2 separate regions of the Mus musculus genome follow, and region 1 is linked to region 2. Evidence: chromatin contacts called from public Hi-C data. All regions are on one chromosome and are shown on one strand. Each heading gives the region's core, a stretch centred on a gene start, on an enhancer-like site or on the middle of the called end of the contact. The rest is flanking DNA. Distances are from core to core; before and after follow the strand shown.

Region 1 (6,358 bases), core at 1,065-3,564, 640 kb before region 2:
AGATTTTGGATTGTAGTCCATTCCAGATATAGTCAAGTTGACAACCAGGAATAGCCACTACAAACACCATGGAGTATAGGAATGATGATGGTGGTGGTGGTGGTGGTGGCGGCAACGACGACGACAAGGAAGCACAGGCAAGGATAGCGGAGCCTGGCTGAACCCACAGATAACCAGGTCCTCAAACTGTCCTGGCTCTGGAGCCTTCTGTCTTCTTCATACCAATCCCAACCTAGCCCTTCGGAGAGAAGCTTCCCGGTAGAAGCAAGTCCCCACCGTATCCCACAGACAGATGTGGGGGGTCTTGGAGCTAAGCTTTAACCCATCTTCTTCAAGCTGCAAGGTCAAATGACGGGTAGGAGGCCCTCTGTGATTCTAGGTCTCCTAGGACGCCTGGGCGGTGCTGCTTCCCACCTGCTGTCGGCAGGGGGCAGCACGTCGCTGTGTTACAGACCCTATGCAGTACTTCAGACAACCCTGCATTCTGTTTTGGGGAAACTAAGGCCTAGAAGCAGGTCGGGTCCCATCTACCAATAGAATTACCCACTTTTCTCTGACATAACCCTCCTAGAGAATCCCAAGGCCAACCCTATCTTGGGCCTCCCGATCTGACAGGTCTGGAGATGGGCTAGGAATCTTAAGACCCCAGGATTGTTTGGTGTTTGTTTGTTTGTTTGTTTGTTTGCAGGGAGGAGGAGGCACGCGTGGATGCTGTTGCTATTCCAGCCCCGATGCAGCCACATAAATATTTTGTCTCACTAACAGACCCCAAGACAGGGGTTGTTGGTGGGGACGGTGGAATAGCCCCCAGACTCCAAGGCAAAGTGAGGAATCCCTAACCATTTCAAGTCCAGCTCTTGTGGCAAGCGTTGCTCCCTGTCGCCACGGGATGGCAGCATCCACCTGCCAAGCTACCAGGCTGTTCTGCTTGCTCCCAGCCACCTGGCCCAGCTCAGCTCCCTGCCTACCAAGTTGTGCGACATCCAGAGTTCTTGGTTTCAGGGGACAGTGGTGTGGGACTGCAACTACCGTTTGACATCTGTGCCTTAGTTTCCCTGCTTGTGATGTCCAAATTCTCCTTTCTAAAGAGTCCTCCAACTCAAAACGATCTGCACAGCTGCACCTGCCGGCTTCTGGACCTGGGGTTCAGGAGCGACTCTCTCTCTCCCGGGTCGGGTCGTGGCAAAAGTTCAGAGGATTTGGAGAGATTAAGAGGGGATTAGGGGCAGGGACGGTAGCTTTTGAGCTCGAGGTTCCGGGCTGAGGACAGCGCCCCCTCATACCCCTCCTCATTTCCACACCAGGCAATTGGGTGTTGGCCAGTTTAAAGACGAGCGCCCTCCGAGTTCATCCCCTTGTCATAAGGGCGCCATTTGATGCTGCTGTCCGGGGCTGTAGACGCTTGAAAACCTGGCACACACCCCCCACCCACCCACCATGTGTCTGGTTACTAGCTGGTCCGCTGTGCTAAGACAGACCTAGCTGTGACAGGCAGTGTCCCTGTCACCCATTTATCCAGGATAGGATCAAGCGAGACACACCACAGGATGTGCCAGGCACCTAGGCCAGTCTGACTTCCCACTTTAGCGGTTCAACAAGAATCAGATCTGACACCCGCCCGCATCGGACAGGCCTGCAGAGTGAGACAGAATCCTCAGACTGGGACTCTCCAAGGATGCCTTTCTGAGTCTCTCTGTCATGGTGCCACTTTTAATGCTGGGCAGGCTGGTGTGTCTACCAGTCTCAAGTCCCACGCTCTGCTTGCGCTCTGCAGTGCCGGGCACTGGAACGAGTTTTCCCCGAGTTTGTTGGGCAGGTAACAATGCCTGATCCGGAGTTGTGGCCCTGGAAGCACCCACGTAGGTAACGTCTAGGGGAAAGATGTCTGCACATAGAAAGGAGATGGTGGTGGGTGGTCTCTCTCTCTTTAACTAGAAACTGGAAACCAAGTGACCACCAAGCCCTGAGCGGGTAGTTTCTTAGCCCCCGCCCCTACCCCCACCTTCACTGTCTCTGAGGAGCGCAGGTGTCTCTTTGGAGCCGCACCCTCTCCCCTCCCTCCCCTCTTCCCACGCAGTCCTGGGAGGGCGATCGGAAGGGAGCTGGCCTGGGGAGGGGGGGCGAGGGGTTAGATGCGTTCGTGTGTCACGGGGGAGGGAGGAGAAAAGGGAGGGGAGAGCCAGGGAGCGCGCGCGAGAGAGCGCGCTGCGAGCGAGGAGGGCGGGCGGGAGGCGGATCCTCCTACCTGGGGCGCGCTCGCCTGCTCGCGGCTCGCTTGCCGGGGCCGCGAGTCACCTGGGGAGGCGGACAAGTGCGGACACATTGGCCGCCCCGGCGCACCGCGAGGCGCGCACGGCCCCAGGCGGCTAAGCCCAGTGGAGGCAGCGCCCGCCCGCTGCTCCTGGCCCCGGCCTGCGCTCGCAGAGTCCCACGGTCACTCCGCTGGGCTCCGAGGTCGCGGTTCCCCGCCCGGGTCACTCCCCCGGGCGCACGCGGCGGCTGCGGCGCCCTGGGCTCACCATGGTGGCAACGCGTGCCGGGTGCCCACGCGTCGCCCGCCTCCCGAGCCGAAGCGCCGGCTGAGCGTGGTCCTACCGCAGCTCCCTGGCTCCTGCCCGGCCCCTGCCCACCCGCGCGTCCCCTCCGGCCGCAGCTGTCTATGGCGCAGCCCCCCTCCCTGGATCATGCACAGAAACTTTCGAAAGTGGATCTTTTACGTGTTTCTCTGCTTTGGCGTCCTCTACGTGAAGCTCGGGTGAGTATTTCTCTGGGCGGGGGGCTGCAGACGGGGAGCCGGCAGCCACCAGAGCCTCCTCCAGCGGACCTGGGGATAGGAGTTGGTGGGGGAGGGCGTTTCTTGAAGTGGCCAGGCTGGCTGGTATCTCCGGCCCTCAACCCAGCCTCGTTGAGACTCAACCGAGCCCCCCCGGAGCCAGAGATCCTCCGGAGGGGCGCGGAGCCAATACGCAGCAGGGACAGCGCGGTCCGCGGACGGCCGCAGCGGGGCTCGCGGGTAGCGGCGAGCGTGCCGGGCGCGTACTTTCACCTGTTTGGGCTCCAGGCCCCGGGGGTGGGACGCGCCTTCCCTCCCCCGGGCTGCGCTGGGCGCCGAGCCCGGGCCGAGCGCTAGCCGCCGGGAGGGCGCGCCGGGCCGGGGGGGGGGTGCGTGGGGCATCCCCGGCGGGGGAGATCGGGGCGCGCACTCGCCGCGAGCGCGCAGGCCTTGCACCCGCCGCGGCCCTTCGTCTCTATCCATCACCCGGACATGTTGAAATTACCTTGACAACTCGTCCGGCTGGCTCGGGATGGGCCGTGGGGCTGGCGCAGCAGCCTCGGGCTCCGTCCCGGGCCCGCGCCCCCGCCCGCCCGGGGCCTTGCGCCCGGCCCCCTCTCACCGAGCTCCCCCTGGCGCGGCCGGCCGGGCGGGCTCCAGGCGGGCCGCGCTCGCTGCTCGCCGCCGTAGCTGCTCCGAGTCGTATTTCCACATTCCTGAACCCAGCCGAGTCCTTACCTGTTGAGCCGCGATCTCCTTTAGACGGAATCTGTCTCGGCCTCCCCGGATTGGGGGTGGAGGGGCAGTGTGACCGAACGGAGCGCACCGCACCTCGCGGGCGTTAGTCACTCTTGGCGGGCCGGCCGGGACCAGACCCCCACCCCCACTCGGAGCACCTGCGGACATCTGTGCCCGCCTTGCCCGGCGATCCTACTATGTGTCGCCCGGCGCTCTGAGGCCAGCCTCATCTTGGCCCTAGGAAGGCCAGTGACCAGACCTGTAGGAGGGGCGGGTTCCGGTACCTGGGAGACCGACTTTCCAGGCGAGAGGTAGAAACAGTCGCTGAAGATCAGCACCCTTCCCAGCTCTCTGCACCTCCGCCATCTTACAGGTGAAGAAATTGAGGCCCAGAGAGGGGTAGGGACCAAACCTGGTGGCCTCAGAGGCAGGATTGAAAGTCTCTTCCTTATTCCTGCAGACCTGGGCGGGAGTGTCTGCGGCTGAGAGTGGTTGTGTTTATTGTAGGTTTGTGAGGGTAGGCTATGTCCCTGGGTGTTTGTTTATGAAGGTGAGGGGTGCCGGGGCTTTGAGCTTGCTGGGATGGGGGCAGGGTGGGCAGGCCACTGCTTCCTGGACTCTCAGCAGCCTGTAATGAATCTCCTGGGCCTGTGAAGGGACCCACCGCCCTTTGGGAGGAGGATCCATGCAGATCCCAGCTACCTGGTTCTGGCGCCAAGGCCTTTGAGTTGGGCGCTTGACTGCACCGGCCCTGGCTTCCATTGCTGACCATTCTTCTCAGCAAAGTCCTCTTATCATCAAATGGGAAAAAGTGTCAGCGGAAGGACCTGGGTGCCCGAGGTTGGGGGACTCCCTGGAGTGGTACCTGGGTTTCATGCCTTTACCTCATCTTTCATGGCTGGGAAGGCTTTTGGCTGTGGTGCTCTGAACAACTTGGTGGTCAGTCCTGAGTAGAGAGGGGGGTCTCTGTTAGCCCAGCCTGGGCTCCTAGATGCCTGTGACCACTATCTGGTAGGACTAAGCAAGCTTTCCTCTGCCCAAGAGCCCCAAGGGAGAATTTGTCTTCCTCCATAAGCTGCCCCCCCACCCCTCTTCTTGAGTTAAAAAAAAATCCCAAAAATCAGGGAATCTCTCTCTCTCTCTCTCTCTCTCTCTCTCTCTCTCTCTCTCTCTCTCTCTCTGTGTGTGTGTGTGTGTGTGTGTGTGTGTGTGTTCCCTCAGTTGAGCAGGAAAGGTAGCTGGGCCTTCCCATGGGACCTAAATGGGTCGGTGCTATGAACACCATCTCTTTGGCAGGTGTCTGGAGCAGCCTCTCACCCTCTCACTGTCATCTGAAAAGAACAGGGTCATGGTAGTATGCCCCTTGGGAGTGCTGAGGGATTAGTTCAGATGGCTTTTGCCCTGACCTTAGGTGGTGGGATATGGTGGCACCTACGAGTGAAGCCTTTCTCATTGCCAATGGTTGTGAGGTCCAAGGTGTGGGAGCCATTCTGGGGACTCCTCTGGATAGTTTTGGGGGGAGGGACTATTTTGTGATGGAGGCCCCAGAACTTGCCCCTCCCCCATGTTTCTGTATGTGTGACCGGACCTCCAGAAATCCCACCAGAGCATTTATCCCCCCCCCCCACACACACACCTCTCGTGTTAGCAAGAACCAGAATCCAGCTCTCAAAATCCAAAAACAGGAGTACTTCTGGTTCTCAGCAATTTCCAAGCACAATGACATTGGGGAGTCACAACACTTAACCTAAGGCCGCTATGGATGGAGCTACTGTCCTGGAGGAGAGGCCAAGGTGGAGTGGGGAGCAGCCAAGGTTACTGAGGTGCCAGGATCAGCCCTGTGCTAGGCTTGTTCCTGCTTTTGTGGTTGGGAGAGGCAAAGGGGCAAAGGATAGGGAGGTTCTGACTCCTGGATGCCCAGGAGTCTCCGTGCTAAGTCCAGGAGCTGCGGATCTAGTCTTTAGGAGCACGACTGTACCACACACAGCTCCTCCTTTCCTGCTGTCCTCCCTGCTCTGAGACTTCCCCCAGCTGACATATACCTCTATACAAAGACATACCGATACAGCCGGGCTCAGCAGAAATAGGAGATGGGACCCCAATCTGTTTCTAGACTATATAAAAAAATTAGTAAAAAAGGGAAGGCTCTTTAGAAGAATTTCTCCTTGCCAACAAACAAACGTTCCTCAGAGAGTAAAAGATTAGAGATGTAAAAGCGAGAGGTGATGGCCCTGTGAGATGAAAGCCTTTCCCTGCCTGTGTCTCCGAAGAGGTGCAGAATAGAGTTGGCCCAGATGCAGTGAGCGGGACCCACACCCAACCATCCCTAACCAAGCTCCATGTAGACAGAGGGACAGCACACACGGGGCATCTGTGCACACACACCTGCGGGCTCCCATACCGCCCATGCTCCTGCAGAAACATGCAAGCACACGCATGCATACAGAAGCACACGTTGCTGAGCACAGCCCCTAAGAGGCGCACACGCCTCCGCGCAGTGCCTCCCGGAGATGCGCTCTCCGTAGCGGTGTTTCTCGCCAAAGGTTGTGGCGAGGGTATCCCGGCCAAGGCAACTTGGGCAAACCCTGGGGGCGGCACCCGCCGCACACTCTGGTCAACCTCCCCTTTAAAAAAAACCCGCCCGCGGAGGAGGCGGATGTAGGGGCGGCCTGTCCAATGGCAGCTGCGGCGCTTTGGGAGACTTGGAGACTTGAGCCAGAGTGAGCGACAGAACCGGTTCGCACCGACAGACGGACAGAGGACCAGACAGCCACTAAGGAGCGCTTACTGCCCCCCTCCGGGCCCCTGCCCCGAACTCCAGCCCCAGCGCCTGTTACTGCCCCAGAT
Region 2 (5,520 bases), core at 2,106-4,605:
GTTTTTTTCTCACTTTAAAATCTGAGTATCTTAACATCACCCCGTCACACAGCTTCTCTGTTTAGGTTCCCTTACCTTTGTATCATTAAGTAGGACTGTCCCTGTGGACACGGTGACCCTAAAAAGTAAATAGAACACTCAAAAGGGACGTGAATGTGCAGGTACCATGGGTCTGGGGTGACCTGCTTCACAGAAGTCACCGACCTTGGCATGGTAGCTACTGCCTTCTGTGTCTGGACCTGAAGAGTGGAGCTGGGGTCTGGAGACCTCGTGTAAATATCTTGAGCTTGAACCAAAAGTAGCCTCTTGGGGCATCTGCATTGGCCCTTCCAGGGAGGAAGTCAGAATGCTGCCCTGTCCTTCTAGGTGAGGAGTGGTGAGTAGATACTGACACGCACCTCCAAACCTTTCTCTGAGCCCCTGGGACCAGCAGCCAGGGTTAGAATATCACACAAGCTAAGTGATTTGATAGCCTGTGGCTGGGGTGGAGATCTGAGTTCTGTAACAGGGAGAGCCCCACAAGTGGAGGAAGCCATGGAGTTCGGTGTTTATCTACTTCCAAGGTGACTTCAGGCCATGAGTTGCCAATCGGGCTCTCTGTTGTTTTTGAGACAGGGTCTCTATAGCCCATGCTGGCTTCAAACTTACTGTACACAGAGGGTGATCTTGAACTCATGACCCTCCTTTCACTTCCATGTGTTGGTGTTAACAGGGTTCCACCACCATGCCGGTTTTATGCTGTGCTAGGGGTAAAACCCAGGGCTTTGTGCCACTGGGCAAGCACTCTCATCATCTGGGCTGCTCCCCTCAGCTTTCTTACCTTCTGTTGACCTCAGCCCCTCCCTTTGTAGATCAGGACACTTGATGCAAATAGCAGTGTTCTTTCTTTCAAAATTGTTACATGAGAATTTACACTTACAAAAATGTTTTGTTTTGCTACTTCAAAACTTCTGATTTCTACAAAAAAACATTTCAATGAAGACATGAGGTAGCACACATAGAATGTGTTAGTGTGCGAATTATGAGTGGCTTTCCCTTGAACACCCATACCCAACAGAAGGCCAGCCTCTCAAGGCAGGCTTAGTGGTGGCTGTTGACTTTGTGATTCCATCTTTCTTTGAGACATTGCATTATATTTTAGAGACATTTCAAGTGAATTTTCTTTTAAATGCCCCCATCTTTAATACATGTTTCACATTAATACAAACAAATAGCAAATCAAGGGAATGACCTTGACTTTGATAACATTATGAAATGGTATCCTCTGGGGCTGACAGACGCCATACCACATACTGGTTGGTCTGTGAAGACCCTGTGAGAGGGATAGTGACCACCCTAGCCAGAGTGTGGGCATTTCCAAAGCTGACCACATGATATATTTTGGGCTCGGTTCTGTGCTCCCATGAAAATACACCCTGGCAGTATTTGGACTGCAAACTCTCAAAGCTTTTCTAAGAGAACCCCCTAAAAACCATCACAGTAGCAGGAAGATGGCTGGAATAGAAGTTGGGACCCAAAATGGGAGTTCAGAAAAGATCCTGGCAGGCATCTGACTTTCCTTGTTGCGGAGCTCCTCTGCAGTGGGGGTGAGAGGTGGGGGAAGGGGGGAGCATGGAGGGTGAGATCATCTGGCTGGCTCTTTCTAGGGCCTGTAATCATCACGGGTCAGAAATATAGCCACCTTCCATGCAAATGGGTTTCTAAAACATGCCAAATGACTTATGTCACAAAGAATAGGTCCTAATATACTGTATACCCCGGGGTTAGACCTGCAGTGGAGACAGAGAAAGGGAGACTGAGGGGACATATAGTAAGGAGCCAGTCACTACCCTAGGAACACCAGACCAGGAGGGTTTTTCTGAACTGCTACAACTACAAGGAGGTGGGAAGGAGGCAGCGGCTTGGCAGGAAACCCATGCCCCCTTGCTATCCACATCACTGGGTAGCCCTTTCAAGTGGCCTGAAGCCTCTGCTCTGGAAGCTGGCTGCCCTGCTGGCCTTCCGTCTCCCAGCTGCCTTGGGAGGGCAGTTCTGCTCTCAGGTCTTTTATCCTGACTCATACATACCTGTAAGGAGCCGCTGTCAGCCTGGAAGAGAATGTTCCCCGGAAAGGAAAACCTTCCAGAACGTATGTAGAAGAGAGGAGTGTAAAATAATGCAGTCTCTGTAGCTCACTGTATATGCCCATGTCAACTGGAGACATCAGACTTTGTGCTTGTTAAAGGGAAGGAAGCTGGGAAATGTGAGGAAGGAGAAGCTTGCTTTGGGGATGGGCGATGAATGTTCCTGTTCTTAAGTGTCACTCACTTGCCTCCTACAGCCTCATGGAAGCCAGTGGGCCATCAAAACTTTTCTCTCTTCTATGTGGATGGCTCTTTCATTTTGGACTCTGACTTTAATAAAGCAATTAGGTTGCTCAGTTTGAAATAACCATTGTTTCTGGTGAACTTTGATTATATTTTGAATAAACAATTTTACTCAAAAGACTTAAGCCAATTCTAGAAACCAATGAAGTCCAGTGATTCAGTGGGGGTGATGGAAAGGGCCATGTGGCCCTGGTCCCCCAGCAAGCCATGTCACCCCCGTTTGCCAGGGCTTGGGATCTTCAAAGAGAAGGTAAACCCAATACATCCCTTCAGGTCCAGTGACTGCGAGGTTCCTCACGGTCATGAGAGGTTGTCATAGTTCCTGGGAATGCTGGTGGTCACTGCCATCTCCTCCTAGGATGTGCTAACGGGCATGGAGTCATGGCTCTATCTGGGAGTTACAGGGAGGGAGTCTGCCAGCCAGTGCTGGCTGATCACAGCTGTGCAGCGCGTCATCCGTTCACATACAATGACTAGTAGTAGTGTGATTATACAAAAACCACTGTATCAAAGACTGGCCTTGACCTGAGTGGGCTTAGGGCGGGGTCCCCAAAAGCTGTCAGCTCTAATTTCTATGAACCTCTGGCACTGGAAGCTCCAGGGTTACACTGGGGGTCCACACCAGATCAGTCTGTCTCCCTAATGGCTCAGGGACAATCTTGCTCTTCAGCAAGCACCTATAACTTATGAATCTCACAGTTCGGAACCCCGGGGACAGCCTTTTAGCTTTTTTCCCCTAACCAGGAAAACACCTTATAACTCAGATAATGCAGTGTCTCTTAGGAAACTTTAGAATCTGAACACAACTCCAGTAAGTACATCACGGAATGAACAAGAATCTAGTATGAATAACTTACTTCTGAAGAAGAAAGCTAACCTCTCCCAGCTGGAATTTGTCTGAGGCTGGAGGACTGCCTGCCTAGAACAGGGCTCTGGCTCTGCAGCCGACTGTAATCCAGTGCAGGCAGGCCCGGGCCAAGCTTCAAGCTGCTCACCCTACATCCCAGTCAGCTGGTCAGCCCCCACTTCAGATCCGTCTGTGCACACTACTGTGTGCTGCTTTCCCCACTGATCTGCCAAGAATATCACAGAACAGAACAGTACCCAACGCTGGTTTTTCAACTTTCCATTTATTCACATTTCATGGATTGTTACACTTCCTTAAAGGCTCATTCAAAAGCTAACACACACTGAGATTACACTGCCTGACAATTCAAGTATTTTAGCTGGAGAAAACAAGTTCCCGTTCCGAGTAGAAGGCGGATCACTCCATGTGCTGGCTACGAAGTCTGACGTCACTTTTACAAATCTGTGTTAAGGGACAGTCCTCAGGCTTGTGATTGCTTCTGGAGAGCACTTGGTGGCTGTGTACAGAGCATGTGGCTAGAAAGACGCCCTGAAGAACTCCCAACCTCACCTACAAGTGACAGAGCAGGCCATCTCCTTAAAATCCCACTCCAGTGGTCTAAGTGGGTACTCTGCAGCCTCAAGGGGCTGTTTCTCATCTTCAGAGATAGTAACATAATGAAGAAACTGGCAAGAACAGACTTCGTAATGTTCAAAAGGTAGGGAAACGGCTTTCCCTGACAGCAAGGTGAATTCCCCTCTATGCCATAGGAGGTATTTTTTTTGTTGTTGTTGTTGGTTTGTTTTGGTTTTTGGCACACAGCATGTAAAAAAACAGGATTCAGAACTGAAATGGTAAAACAGAGCATCAGCCCACCAACAGTCGGACCTGTCACTGACACAGACACAGCCTGTACAGTGTGGCTCTCTGAGGAGGACATGGCAGGGCTGGGAATGTGTCATAGTGTGAGCTATAGTGTGGGAAGGCCCAGGCTTAGCATCTGCCAGATGCACCCTGACCACAGAGAACACACACTTCCTTCAGGCAAATGTAAGACACAACGTGAGATTTTCAAACTGGAGATACACACCTCAGTTCACATTAAACAGACAAGATGCAAGTTTCTAACACGTTAAACCATAAATGAAGTTTAAGCCATGGGTTGGAACCAGCTACACACACAGTGGAAGAAGAACAGAGTGCCCTCCGGGGGCCTCCCTGTGACACTCAGACTTCATAGTGATTCCCATACTCAGGTCAGATGCAATGAGCTAGCTCCTAAAGCATAAAGACAAGACACCGAGTTACAGTCACACCCCACACATCTCCCCTGTAATTCTTGTTTCCAAAAGTGATAGTCTTTAGCAGCAAATTGCTGGAATGTTAGAAAAAAAAGCAAGCCACCCTCACTAATTTACAACTGAAATTGGCCGGGGAGCTCTAGAAGGCAGTCCAGTCATGATCTTTTTTGCTTTTATTCTTTTGGTAAATATTCAAGGCATGGGCAGATGCTCACAGAGCACTGCCACCATGAAGAGACAAGTTCCTGAAAGTGCCTGTGAGTTTGACACGTGTCAGCCCCACAGGCACGTGGCTACACAGTACTGTTCTGAAATGCACACCCCTTGTTTCATCTTTGGAAAGCTGGGAAGCCCAATGTGAAGAAGCCAGGGCCAGGGCCAACAGAAGCAGCAACCTGCTTGCTAGGAACCAATTCTCCATGCTACAAGGCAAAACCAAACCAAACCGCACAGCATCTCCTTAGGTCCACAGCCCAAGAAGCACAAACATGCATCTGCAGATACGTGCCAAAATGCACAGAGCACTGTCACCCCACCTCAAGAACATCTCTGGGCTCAGGAGGCAGAGGCAGGTGGATCTGAGTTCAAGGCTAGCCAGGGTTACATAGTGAGACTAAGACCCATGTGAAAATAAAAGTTAACCAGGTTTCATCCCACCTAGCACGGCAGCTTTAAGAAAGCAACTGTGCCACCCAGCTTTTGTCGGAACCTGATCACACAAGTGTGCGCCCCTGGGTACTGACCCTGAGCCTTCAGACAAGATCTGGTCCTAGTGTCAAATGGTTTTATGAGAAATGCAAGTGGACTTTTAAAGAGTCAAACTTTCTATTCTATTTGATTTTATTGGGGGTGGGGGAGGTGTCTTACAGTAGCTCAAGCTGCTGTGAACTCAAATGATCTTCCTGCCTCAGCTTTTCCAGCACCGGGATTAGACAGGAACCATGACCAGCTCGTCATCAAATCTCGAATTTAACCCATGTCTGGTCTTCAGAGAATACTAGTATTA

Evidence for each region. Hi-C and Micro-C count contacts between places; a contact is called where the count stands out from the background.
Region 1: a Hi-C map of cortical neurons shows a contact between it and region 2, with 2.7 times the contacts expected there. The contact joins the promoter of Wnt7b here to the enhancer-like site in region 2. A contact is called at or near these places in 5 of 39 promoter capture datasets (embryonic stem cells, hippocampal neurons, liver and 1 more), 2 of 484 Hi-C or Micro-C datasets (both in cortical neurons) and 2 of 115 datasets of contacts at active chromatin or transcription factors (embryonic forebrain and pancreatic cancer cells).

What each region holds. Positions count from the first base shown.
Region 1 is chr15:85,577,777-85,584,134 of GRCm38.p6, reverse strand. Wnt7b (wingless-type MMTV integration site family, member 7B) reads left to right here and starts at 2,314. Exons shown (of 4, transcript NM_009528.3): 1 at 2,314-2,755. The coding sequence starts at 2,685. AU022754 (expressed sequence AU022754) reads right to left here and starts at 2,993. Exons shown (of 5, transcript NR_040433.1): 1 at 2,718-2,993; 2 at 1-1,885.
Region 2 is chr15:84,940,921-84,946,440 of GRCm38.p6, reverse strand. Nup50 (nucleoporin 50) reads right to left here. Exons shown (of 8, transcript NM_016714.2): 8 at 3,478-5,520. 5031439G07Rik (RIKEN cDNA 5031439G07 gene) reads left to right here. Exons shown (of 10, transcript NM_001033273.3): 10 at 1-2,505. Among named protein-coding and RNA genes, the nearest start is that of Mir1249, 7.9 kb to the left of the region's middle. Within about 2 kb of position 3,355, at least 43 of the 459 cell types and tissues checked have an H3K27ac peak or open chromatin away from gene starts, as enhancers often do. A contact at or near this core is called in cortical neurons, where this site is marked.